3 separate regions of the Mus musculus genome follow, and all the other regions are linked to region 1. A link is a contact called in public HiChIP or PLAC-seq and promoter capture Hi-C data. All regions are on one chromosome and are shown on one strand. Each heading gives the region's core, a stretch centred on a gene start, on an enhancer-like site or on the middle of the called end of the contact. The rest is flanking DNA. Distances are from core to core; before and after follow the strand shown. Region 1 holds the start of Pafah1b2 (platelet-activating factor acetylhydrolase, isoform 1b, subunit 2). Region 2 holds the start of Bace1 (beta-site APP cleaving enzyme 1). Region 3 overlaps Sik3 (SIK family kinase 3).

Region 1 (3,343 bases), core at 386-2,885:
ATAGTACAACCAAAAATGAGGAGCCTTAAGGGCTTGAAGAAAAGTTTTGTAGAGCTGAGAATGTAGCTCAGTTGATAGTTTTTGTCTAAGACGCATAAAGCCCTGTACTCAATCCTGAAGGACTGTGTGAGACCCAAGCATGGTGGCACCCAGGAAGGGAGGAAGCAGGAAGGTCCTACGTTCATAGCTGCAGAGTGAAGTGGAGGCTATCCTGGGCTACGTTTTTCATTTTAAGAGCAAGCAATCAATCAAGGTTTCTTATGAATAAAAGATAGTATCAAAATGTGTGTGTGTGTCAGAGAGACAGAGAGAGAGAGAGAGAGAGAGAGAGAGAGAGAAGGGGGAACACCATGACTAAAAGCCAAGTGGAGAGGAAAGGACTTACTTCCTTTACAGCTCTCAGATCACAGCTGTCACAGAGAGAAGTCAGGGTAGGAACTGGAGCTATAGAATGTCGTTTCTTACTGACTGACTGTGTGCTCTTATACAACTCAACTCAGGGCCACCTTCGCCAAGTGGCACCACTCACAGTGGGATACGCCCATCAATTATTAATCAAGAAAATACCCTCATAGACTGCCTACATGCCAATCGGATGAAGGCATTTTTAAAGTTCCCTTCCTCAAATGACCCTGATTTGTGTCATTGACAAAAACAACCCAGACATAGGGCTTTATCATTGGAAACCAATTCAAGTTGTTTCTCTTAACAGTGTATTTAATACTAAACTGTTTAAATAACCCTTTACGATATTCTCTTGATCAAAACACTTAAAACAGCACTTACTGAGATCTTGCTAGTGTACCATATGTAACTGGAATATCTGCAGAAGAGTTATGGAGGCAGTGACAAAGTCATTATCTTGAAATTTTTATTTTGCATTCGAGATAATACAAGCAGCACATAAGTGATTTGAAATTTTATTTTATTATCTCGATAATTTAGGCTTACAGGTTTCAAGAACATTCTCAATCAGTTTCAGAGTCCTGGAATGCTCTGCAATTCACTATTATGAGTTTGAATGAATCCTATCCATCATTAAAGAGCCAGCCCTGGCACTGCTCCACCAAGTTTCCCTGCTAATGATGACGCAATCTCTTGCCCCTCCTCTTGGCGCTGATCTGTCCTGCACTTATCCAGCCGTTAGCATCTAATCTCTACATTGACTCTCTATGTACTCCCCTAAACTGGATGGATTTCTAAGGTAAAGACTGGGGTTTCTGTTATTCCCCGAGTGGTATCTATCACACAATTCTGAGTATCATCATAGAAATTCTGCTGGTAAATGTAGGGGTTGCCCCTTTTAACTTCGGGCCTATTTCTCCCCATTCTCTGCAATCTGGTTTATCCCATCGGTGGAGGAAATCAGTGGCTAAGAAGGGAGTAGCGTCAGCGAGAGGTCAAGCTACACTGTCTCTAAGGCCATCTCCGGATAGTTTCCGTCATCCTATCAGGACAGGAAGGCAGTTACAGGAAAGATGGAGGCTCAAGTCGGGGAAAGAAAGAGAACAAAGTCAGTACTTGGCAGGGACGGTAGACCTGTGCGCCAAGCAAAGAGCGCGCACTGCGAGGGAAAGTGAGGCGCACCCGCCCCGCAACTAGCCCCGCAGCCAGGGGCGGGACTTCCGGAAGCCATTTGCCCGAGTGGCAGGGGGACCGGAAGTGGAGGCGCTGCTGCTTGGTGCTGGGGCCCGAGGAGGGGACGCGCGCCGGAACGCGGCCGTCGGGATCAAGCGAGCGACTGAAGCGCAACCCGCCGACGCCGCAGCCGCTGAGGGCCCCGCACGGACCCTCTGCCTGTGTGAGTGCATCGTGGGGACCGCGGAGCCGGGGCCTCGTCGTGACGGGTGGGACGCGCGGGCGAGCCGGTATTGTGAGGCCCGGCTCCCCTCCCCCACGCCGCCCCTCCCCCGCCGCGCCCCGCGCTGTCGCCCTGCAGGGCCTCCGGGGCCCCGCGCCGTCGCCGCTGCCCTGCGGCGCCCTGGTTCCACCCTGGCCAGCGGCTGAGCGGCCCGCGGGTCCCCTGGCCCGGCCTCCTGCCTCAGCTGTCGCCTTTTCCCTCCATCCCCGGGGTGGGACCTCTAGGCCCAAGCCTGTGACTGGGTTGTGCCTTTTTTTTTTTTTTAACGGATCACGCTCTTTGCCCTTCTCGTCGAAAATTGTCTCCTCATTCGAAACTTCTCTGTTGCCTTCGCTTATACTTCCCAAAGACCCGTGTCAGGGCTCTGAAAGGATTGGTAGAGGCTAGCCTTAAGGGTCACCCACTTCATTCGGCGACGAGGCCCAGGCGTTGGTGACTTGGCCGATGGCCTACCGCCAGCCAGGTACATCTGTCAGTGAGTAGTTTCCTTGGAGGTGTGTTTCCTCTCCCCAGCCCTTGTGGTCCATGTCCACTTAGCGGGTCAGAGCCTGTGGTCTCCAGGTTTGAGTTACTCATGGCAGAGTGACTCGTTATCCTTTCCATAGCTCCCAGGCTGACGTTGCCTTTCATCATGTATATACGGATCTTAAGGAAACCCAAAGCCATAAAGCGTTGGCGTCTCTGAAGAACGTGGCTATGGACAAAGGGAAGGGCACCAAGACGCTAAGAGCAGGTCCTAGACTTGCATTTTCTACAGCGTTGAGTTGAGTGGAGAGAATGGGCCAGAGGAAAAGGTGTGGAAAAGAGAAAAATGCAAGCTTATCTTTCCCTTGGATGAGGCTTGTGTCTGCCCGTCAGTTCCTTCTCTGGGCACATTGTTCAGACTTAAAGGTTGCCTCCTTGTGGGAGAGCAGGGGAGGGAATCATTGTGCATTAATTTGTTGGCATGGGCACTTGATAATAAATTATGGATGGGCTGGATCCTGGGGGGCCGCCCACCAGAGACCGGGGCAGGGCATTCTGGACGAGGCTTGCCTTCCTCTTCAGAATAATTCTGCCAACTCTCTGAAGCAAAATGAAAAGCCTCAGGCCTTAATGGAAGCATCCTAAATCTTTTCATTCTCATTCAAAAGTCTCAGCAAGCTTCTAGGTTCTCTCTCTCTCTCTCTCTCTCTCTCTCTCTCACACACACACACACACACACACACACACACACACACACACACACACACCCCGGCTGAGCTTGAGGGGTTGTAGTTGTTTTGTTGGGACTGACTTCCACACCACTAGTGTAGAGAGTCCGGTGCTGTGCTGTGTCGTTGAGGTCTAAATTAAGTGGGGAAGATAGAAAGTTTAGGATTAGGACTGCCTTCTCTCCCTGGAGATTTTTGAAGGACAACAAAGTTTGCTCTGCAAAATAGTTTTTCATGGAAATGTACACAGTTGCCCACCTTTTATCGCCTCCTTGCTAGTTTTTCATAG
Region 2 (3,141 bases), core at 481-2,980, 150 kb after region 1:
CCGGAGCCACTGAGGGTAGCTCACAGAGATACACAGGATCAGACTCAAGGTGACACACAGAAGCACACGCAGAATCACACTGCCACCAACCAGTACCCAGACTCGCCCACGGAGGTGGCAGATGCACTCAGAGAGGTCAGCCAGCAACCCCACATGGGCCATAGCTGACTCAAGCCCACACTCCCAGTCAGCACAGGTAGAGGACACAACCTCCACCAGCCACCCCAGGTACCTTGGAAACTGTTGGAAAAGACGGGAAAAGACAGGGAGAAGTCCCTTCCCATGGCTGTGTGCCCATCCGTCTCAGAACCCTTGCAAGGGGTTTCTGGCTCCCCTAGGCTTATCTTTCTCAGACTCAGTACAGCTCTCTTCTGGCCATGTTCTGAGGCATGGGTGGGGGAGGAGCTAGAGTGTAGAGAGTGGGGGTTGGGATAAAGGAGGAAGGGACTAGGGGAAGCCAGAGTCTATTGGGACTTGGAGGCTACATGGATGTTACTAAGACTCTCACTTTGTTGGCTTATGGCAGCCCAGACTTAGAGTAAGGGGCTGATTGATCCAACTGGTGCCAGGATTTTGGGTTCTCAAGAAGATGAAGGTGGGGATCTTAGATACCCCCCCCCCCCCCGCAACACTAGAGTAGGGGAGAGTGTGGAGATGGAATATGAGAGACTCCGGCCACTGACACCTGTTACAGTGTCCCCGTGCCTGGCCCTTCCCCAGGGTCAGCCACCACTGAAGTGCTTTCTTGGGCGTGGGGGGATGGGGCAGTGGGAGTGAGAGGTGAGTAGTCAGTCCTGGGGCTTGGATGCCAGTGAGAGGGGGCGGGAAATGGAAAGGCTACTCCCAACCGGATCCTGGAGGAATAGGAGCGGGCGGTCATTCTGCACCCACTAAACAAACCATTTTATCAGGGCAGGCTGCTTCATCTCTACCCTATCACCCCTCTACCATGCATGAAGGAGGGTTGCTAGATCTGACCACCTTACCGTCTGTGGGGGGCTGCCTACGGTCATCTCCACATAGTAGCCCTGGCCGGACTTTCCCCTCAGGTTGTCCACCATCTCCACAAAGCTGCCTCTCCGGCCAGGCTCCTCCGATTCCTCGTCGGTCTCCCGGGGCAGCCTCAGGCCCAGGGGTGGCCCTGCCAGGCCGCTGCGAAGGGGCAGCCGGATGCCGAGATGGGTTCCCTGGGCAGGCAGCATTCCCGAGCCCACCCATAGCAGGAGCCAGTGCAGCGCTGGGGCCATAGTGAGCCCGGGCCTTGTGGTCCGGTTGGTGACTGTCCCTCTTGCCTGCCCCTAAGTCTGGGTGGTGGTGGCTTCTCTCAGGAGAGCGGCCTCGGCGGCATCAGGACTGCAGAGTCTGCAGGCCCCTCGCTCAGTTCCCGGTCCAGGCGGCGGAGAGTGGGCAGGAGAAATCCGTAGCGCACGAGAGGAGACGACGATGGCGATCCAGGGGACCCAGCTACATCTGGACGCCGGCCGCCAGCGGGGGGATCGGGCCCCTTGTGGGGCTGGGAGGGGCGGGCATGGCTATCCGAGCCCGTAGCTTTCGGGGTCTTCCAGGCGGGCTTTGCAGCTTGGGGACCGACAGGGACTCCGGGCTCCTACGGCTGCGTCGGCTGCTCAGGCCACCATAATCCAGCTCCCAGCTCCCAGCACCTAGGCAGGCTGGGGAGGCGGAAAGGCTTGTGGCGGTGGCTGTCAAAGCCAAAGGGTTTTTGCTTTTCCCTGGGATCTCTGGGAAGTGTAGTCTTCCCATGGCAGACAGCCCAGCTTCCGGAGCTGAAAGGGGTCTGGGATGCCCTCTGCCGAGATGGAGTTCACTCTGCAAGACCCTAGCGGGAAAGCATTTCCTTAGCTCTAGCAGAGCAAGAAGGAACCAATATCATACACTTCTCATCTGCTAGTCCTTCTTTCATTATTTATTTATTTATTTATTTATTTATTTATTTATTTATTTAGGGTACAGGGTCCTGCAAACATACAGTGTAGTCTAGGCTAGCTTCAACTTTGATGCAATTCTCCTGCCTCACTTTCCTGAATCAGCATTGGTTAACACCCCCCCACACCCCCGTGCGCACCCTGTCATGCATGCCAGCCACTTTACCCCTGCACAGGAGTAGAAAAAGAAGCACAGATCCCAAAAAGAGATTAACCGGGGAGAACTGTGATTCTTGCCACAGTGTGATGTTAAGAATTTTGGGGTAAGCTGGAAACCTGCCTCAAAAAACCAATAAATAGAGCTGGGCGTGGTGGCGCACGCCTTTAATCCCAGCACTTAGGAGGTAGAGGCAGGCGGATTTCTGAGTTCCAGGCCAGCCTGGTCTACAGAGTGAGTTCCAGGACAGCCAGGGCTACACAGAGAAGCCCTGTCTCGAAAACCAAAAAAAAAAAAAAAAAAAAAAAAAAAAAGAAAAAAAAGAATAAAATAAAAATCAATAAATAAAATAAAATAAAACAAAATTTGGGGGTATACCCCGGATGTTGAGGCACCTGCCTTTAATCTCAGCAGGAGAATTTCTGTAAATTCAAGGGCAGTTTGTTCTACATAGGTAGTTCTAGGACAGCCAGGACTGCATAGAGAAACTCTGCCTCAAAAAAGAAACAAAAAATGGGCAATCTAGAAGAGGTGACCTTAAAATTGGAAGTGTTTTCAGGAGCAGAGGCTGGAGGAGCAAGGTGAAAGGGACGAGAGTATTCCAGTCAACAAACCAGTCACTGGGATCCGACAGGGAGACCTGCCGCCTCTTCTGTTCAGAGCATTTAACCTGCCCCAGCTATGAGGTGGCCACCTCTTCTATGCCTGAATCCCTTTGTCTTTCTTTTGTTTGTTTGTTTTGGAGACAGGGTTTCTCTGTATAGCCCTGGCTGTCCTGGAACTCACTCTGTAGACCAGGCTGGCCTCGAACTCAGAAATCCGCCTGCCTCTACCTCCCAAGTGCTGGGATTAAAGGCGTGTGCCACCACCCCCCGGCCCGTTTGTGTCTTTGATGGTTTCCTGTCACGAATCCTCATGACCCATCTGATTACTTCCCATCAGTCAGAGTGAGGATCAGTTGCTCTCAAATTGGTATATCACTGGGAGACATTCCAGCATACTCATTGAGATGAAGAGCTTTGGGGCCCTGATAGCTTAAAA
Region 3 (3,262 bases), core at 181-2,680, 220 kb before region 1:
GGTGGGGAGGGCTGAGGAGGACAAATAGAATCCTAAAACACAAAAGGGGGGAACGGCAGCATCGTGAGCTACGAAAGGCATTAGGGCTATTCCTGGGAAGGGGCAGAAAGCGCTGTGACTCAGACATGTCACCCACAAACGTGGCTCACACTCCACGCTGCCCTGAGTCTTTCAGACAATGCACAGGCCAATGTGCCTGCCAGCAAACTCAAAAACGCATTCTGAGAGAGCGAAGAGGGAGTGAGGGCCTACTTGGATTTGCTGCTGGAGGATCTGATGGTGCTGCTCCTGCTGGTACAACATATGCTGCTGCTGGGTCTTCTCCAGGGTCCTCTCATCCACCTGCCCCCCGTACATCTTCTGCAGCTGCTCACACTCCTGAAGGGAAAGCAGTGGGGACAAACGGGACACGGCCAAGTCTACCCCATGCCATGACCTCAGGAGAGGCAGATCTGCCCCCAAGGTCTCATGGGCGGAATGAGCCATGGAAGAACGGTATCCTTGTTGGGCATGCACACAGTGATCCTCACGCCCTGCTCTCTGGGGAGCAGTGGGAAACGCCAAGGACACACTGTGGAATGCCCAGTGTGGAATCAACTATAAACCCAGAGAGAGCACGTGCTACTTGAAGCCCTTGGCTCGTCACAGTATCCTGGGAGCAGGTTTGCTACCTCTGGGAGCAATACCAGCTGGGGATTATGCCGGGGGTGAGAAAGTACAGCAATGGGGTCCACTACGACCCCGTGCCCTGCATACAAGGGGCCTGCCAAGATTGCTTACAAGTACCGTTCCCAAGAAAAAAATCAAACCAGAAATGCCTTCCCAATGAATTCCAGATGGTGGGAAAAAATTTTTAGTCTCATTATGAGGGAAGCAGGTTTGACCCTAGGGAGGGCAGTAGATATTGAAGAAAGCTATTCTGCTTTAAGCTAGAACACCTCAGTGTGGTTGACATGAAGGGTATGGAGAGTTACTGCCCGGGTCCTGGCACTGTACTGCTCCCCCTGCCCCTCCAGAGATTACCTGCTGCAACTGCTTGATGCTGCTGCTGTTGCCCATTTTTTCCAGGTGAGCTTTGAAGGCCTGGATGCTTGCAGCCCCGTCTGAGAACCGGCGCACGGGGGAGAAACGCTCCGTAGGGAGATGCAGGGTGTTGGAGTCCTTGTAGGTGGAGCTGAATATATGGGAAGAGACGGTTAGCAGCCAGGACTCGGGGGGTTATGACCAATCACACGGGACCATGGGTCTACATGAATACAGAGACAGTGGATGCATGAGGAGCCCTGCACATGGTACTCCGTGTCACTTCCTGAGGTGGCTGTCCCCCTGAGTGGACTACAGGCCCTCATCTCCCACCTCCACTTACCTCAGGTTGGTCCTACTTCCCAGGCCTGCTGAGGTCCTGGGGTCAACTACATCCGGTTCTTATATAAACATACTAGAGCAGGGTGCAACTCCGCAGTACGGCCAGGACTGGCTGAACCACACAGGCTTGGTTCTTATAGTCACTCATTTATTTTCTATTGTAGTTGCATTTGGGGGGCGGTGTGTGGATAATGTTGTGCAAGCTATGGTTTTTAAAACCAGATCCCTGCCTGGTATCTTTAGAAACTTAGAATTCACCGTTTGACCCTGAGTTACCTCTAGCAGTAATCTATGTGTGGCTAGGATGAAACCAAAGTCAGTTCTGTGGTCAAAGGTCTGGCCTGGAACTCACAGTTCTGTTCTAGAGAAGGGAGGGTGGAGGCTGGGGTGGGGGAAGACAGGGACCTCTGATCCCAGCACGGAGACAGCGTATTCCTCAGGAATGTGGGTGGGCCTCAAGATCCTGCACGTACCTTATGAACACACATGAGGCCTCCTTCCTACTGTGAATGCTATCTCCTCACACAGCAGCACCTGCCCAACTTCCTGCTGACAGAGGGGTCCCCAGTGTTCAGTCAGAACACAGCCATGTCTTATGGGGAGAAAGAAGAACCGTTGATCAGGAGCCCTAAGATAGCACCGGGCTGGCTAACACCTACACTTGCTGCCTAGCCAGAAAGAGATGTTTATGAGCTGAGATAAGCAGGTTAAAGACTGCAGAGGCAGCGAGCGTCCCCACAGCTGATGGAAAGGGTCAGGGTAGCAGGTCTAAGGCAGAGATGACATCACGCTGAGCCAATGGTGAGGGGGTGGGGAACCTTGCCAGTTTGGACTGAAGCAGAGCCAAAACCAAGGAAGCAGGCGAACAAGCAAGTTCAAATACAGTGCAGACAGGGAAGGGCTGAGGAGAAATGAGGACCAGGCAGCGAGGCCAAGAGAGTGCTGATGTCGGGGTGAAAGCCCTTACTCAGACGTCATCAAAGCTTCAAGCAGTGGTGAGCTAGTGAAATGCCCATGGAGTCCTACTTGTTTTAGTAACATACAAGGCAGATTAATCAGGGCTGGGGAAAGGATGTCACGGTCCAGACACTGAGTTCACCAAGGATGCTTGCAGACACCTGTTCTCTCTGCACTTCAGCCTCTGAATGGAAACCCAGCACCGGTATTATCTCCCCTCACATCGGACGCCTACACTTTCAGTATTTTCAGGCAATAGACAGGTTTCCGTCACCCAGGGATGTTCTTCGAGCTGTCTTTCTGCATGAAACCATTTCTTTCTCATTATAGCAAGAATATCCCAGGTTCAAGGTGTGGCACCGTTTTCCGGACTCTCAGGCTGTGAAGTCGGCCCCAGCTCAGCCTGGCTCAGTCACTTCAGGGGATTGGTTCCGAGGGACCTGACCACTGCAGAGCCATGGGCAGTGTCAAGCGTGTACAACTTTGTTTTCAACAGCAACCACGGTCACCCAGGGCAGCCTTGCATAGGCTGCTATCTCCCCTATACTCTTCCAACAGTGATGTAGCCCCCAACTGGATAGAACCTGTTTTGTGCCAACTTTTAAAGCATACACTTCCAGGGGTGTAAATGTTGACCAGCCCCTCTTCGGTCTCCATGGTGGACTTCACCTATTATAACACAAAGAATAGATATATATTCTGTTCTTTTAATCATGCTCCAGAAAACGAAAGGAATCCGGTGACGCAGACAGGCTGCCTGCGTCACATCGTGTGTTTTACGGCCTTAGAACACTTCTCTTTTCTTCTGAATTAGCATTAATCTCTTGTGCGTTGTATAGTGACCCCACCGCCCCACAGTACATGATTTCTCACTCAAGCATTCATTTGTTTCCAACTCAAACTGCCTTGGCCCTAGAAACCCAGGTAACACATGTGCAGA

Evidence for each region. Promoter capture Hi-C pulls out the DNA fragments that hold promoters and counts their contacts. HiChIP or PLAC-seq counts read pairs in DNA pulled down with a chosen protein or histone mark.
Region 2: an H3K4me3 HiChIP or PLAC-seq map of the SCID.adh cell line shows a contact between it and region 1, with 18 read pairs. The contact joins the promoter of Bace1 here to the promoter of Pafah1b2 in region 1. A contact is called at or near these places in 2 of 484 Hi-C or Micro-C datasets (cerebral cortex and embryonic stem cells), 3 of 115 datasets of contacts at active chromatin or transcription factors (the SCID.adh cell line, embryonic stem cells and pancreatic cancer cells) and 4 of 9 other capture datasets (adipose tissue, embryonic stem cells, liver and 1 more).
Region 3: a contact with region 1 is called in a promoter capture Hi-C map of liver. The contact joins the enhancer-like site here to the promoter of Pafah1b2 in region 1. A contact is called at or near these places in 13 of 39 promoter capture datasets (the C10 cell line, the HPC-7 cell line, Sertoli cells and 9 more), 1 of 15 datasets of contacts at CTCF or cohesin (pro-B cells), 22 of 484 Hi-C or Micro-C datasets (B cells, the CH12 cell line, Sertoli cells and 15 more), 37 of 115 datasets of contacts at active chromatin or transcription factors (the 230-238 cell line, CD4 single positive thymocytes, CD8 T cells and 27 more) and 5 of 9 other capture datasets (adipose tissue, embryonic stem cells, liver and 2 more).

Annotation. Positions count from the first base shown.
Region 1 is chr9:45,983,163-45,986,505 of GRCm38.p6, reverse strand. It overlaps Pafah1b2 (platelet-activating factor acetylhydrolase, isoform 1b, subunit 2), which reads left to right and starts at 1,635. Exons shown (of 6, transcript NM_008775.3): 1 at 1,635-1,801.
Region 2 is chr9:45,837,134-45,840,274 of GRCm38.p6, reverse strand. Bace1 (beta-site APP cleaving enzyme 1) reads right to left here and starts at 1,730. Exons shown (of 9, transcript NM_011792.6): 1 at 987-1,730. The coding sequence starts at 1,247.
Region 3 is chr9:46,205,834-46,209,095 of GRCm38.p6, reverse strand. It overlaps Sik3 (SIK family kinase 3), which reads right to left. Exons shown (of 25, transcript NM_027498.3): 16 at 1,024-1,174; 17 at 253-378; 18 at 1-32. Among named protein-coding and RNA genes, the nearest start is that of Apoa1, 21 kb to the left of the region's middle. Within about 2 kb of position 1,430, at least 57 of the 459 cell types and tissues checked have an H3K27ac peak or open chromatin away from gene starts, as enhancers often do. A contact at or near this core is called in adipose tissue, embryonic fibroblasts, hepatocytes and 3 more, where this site is marked.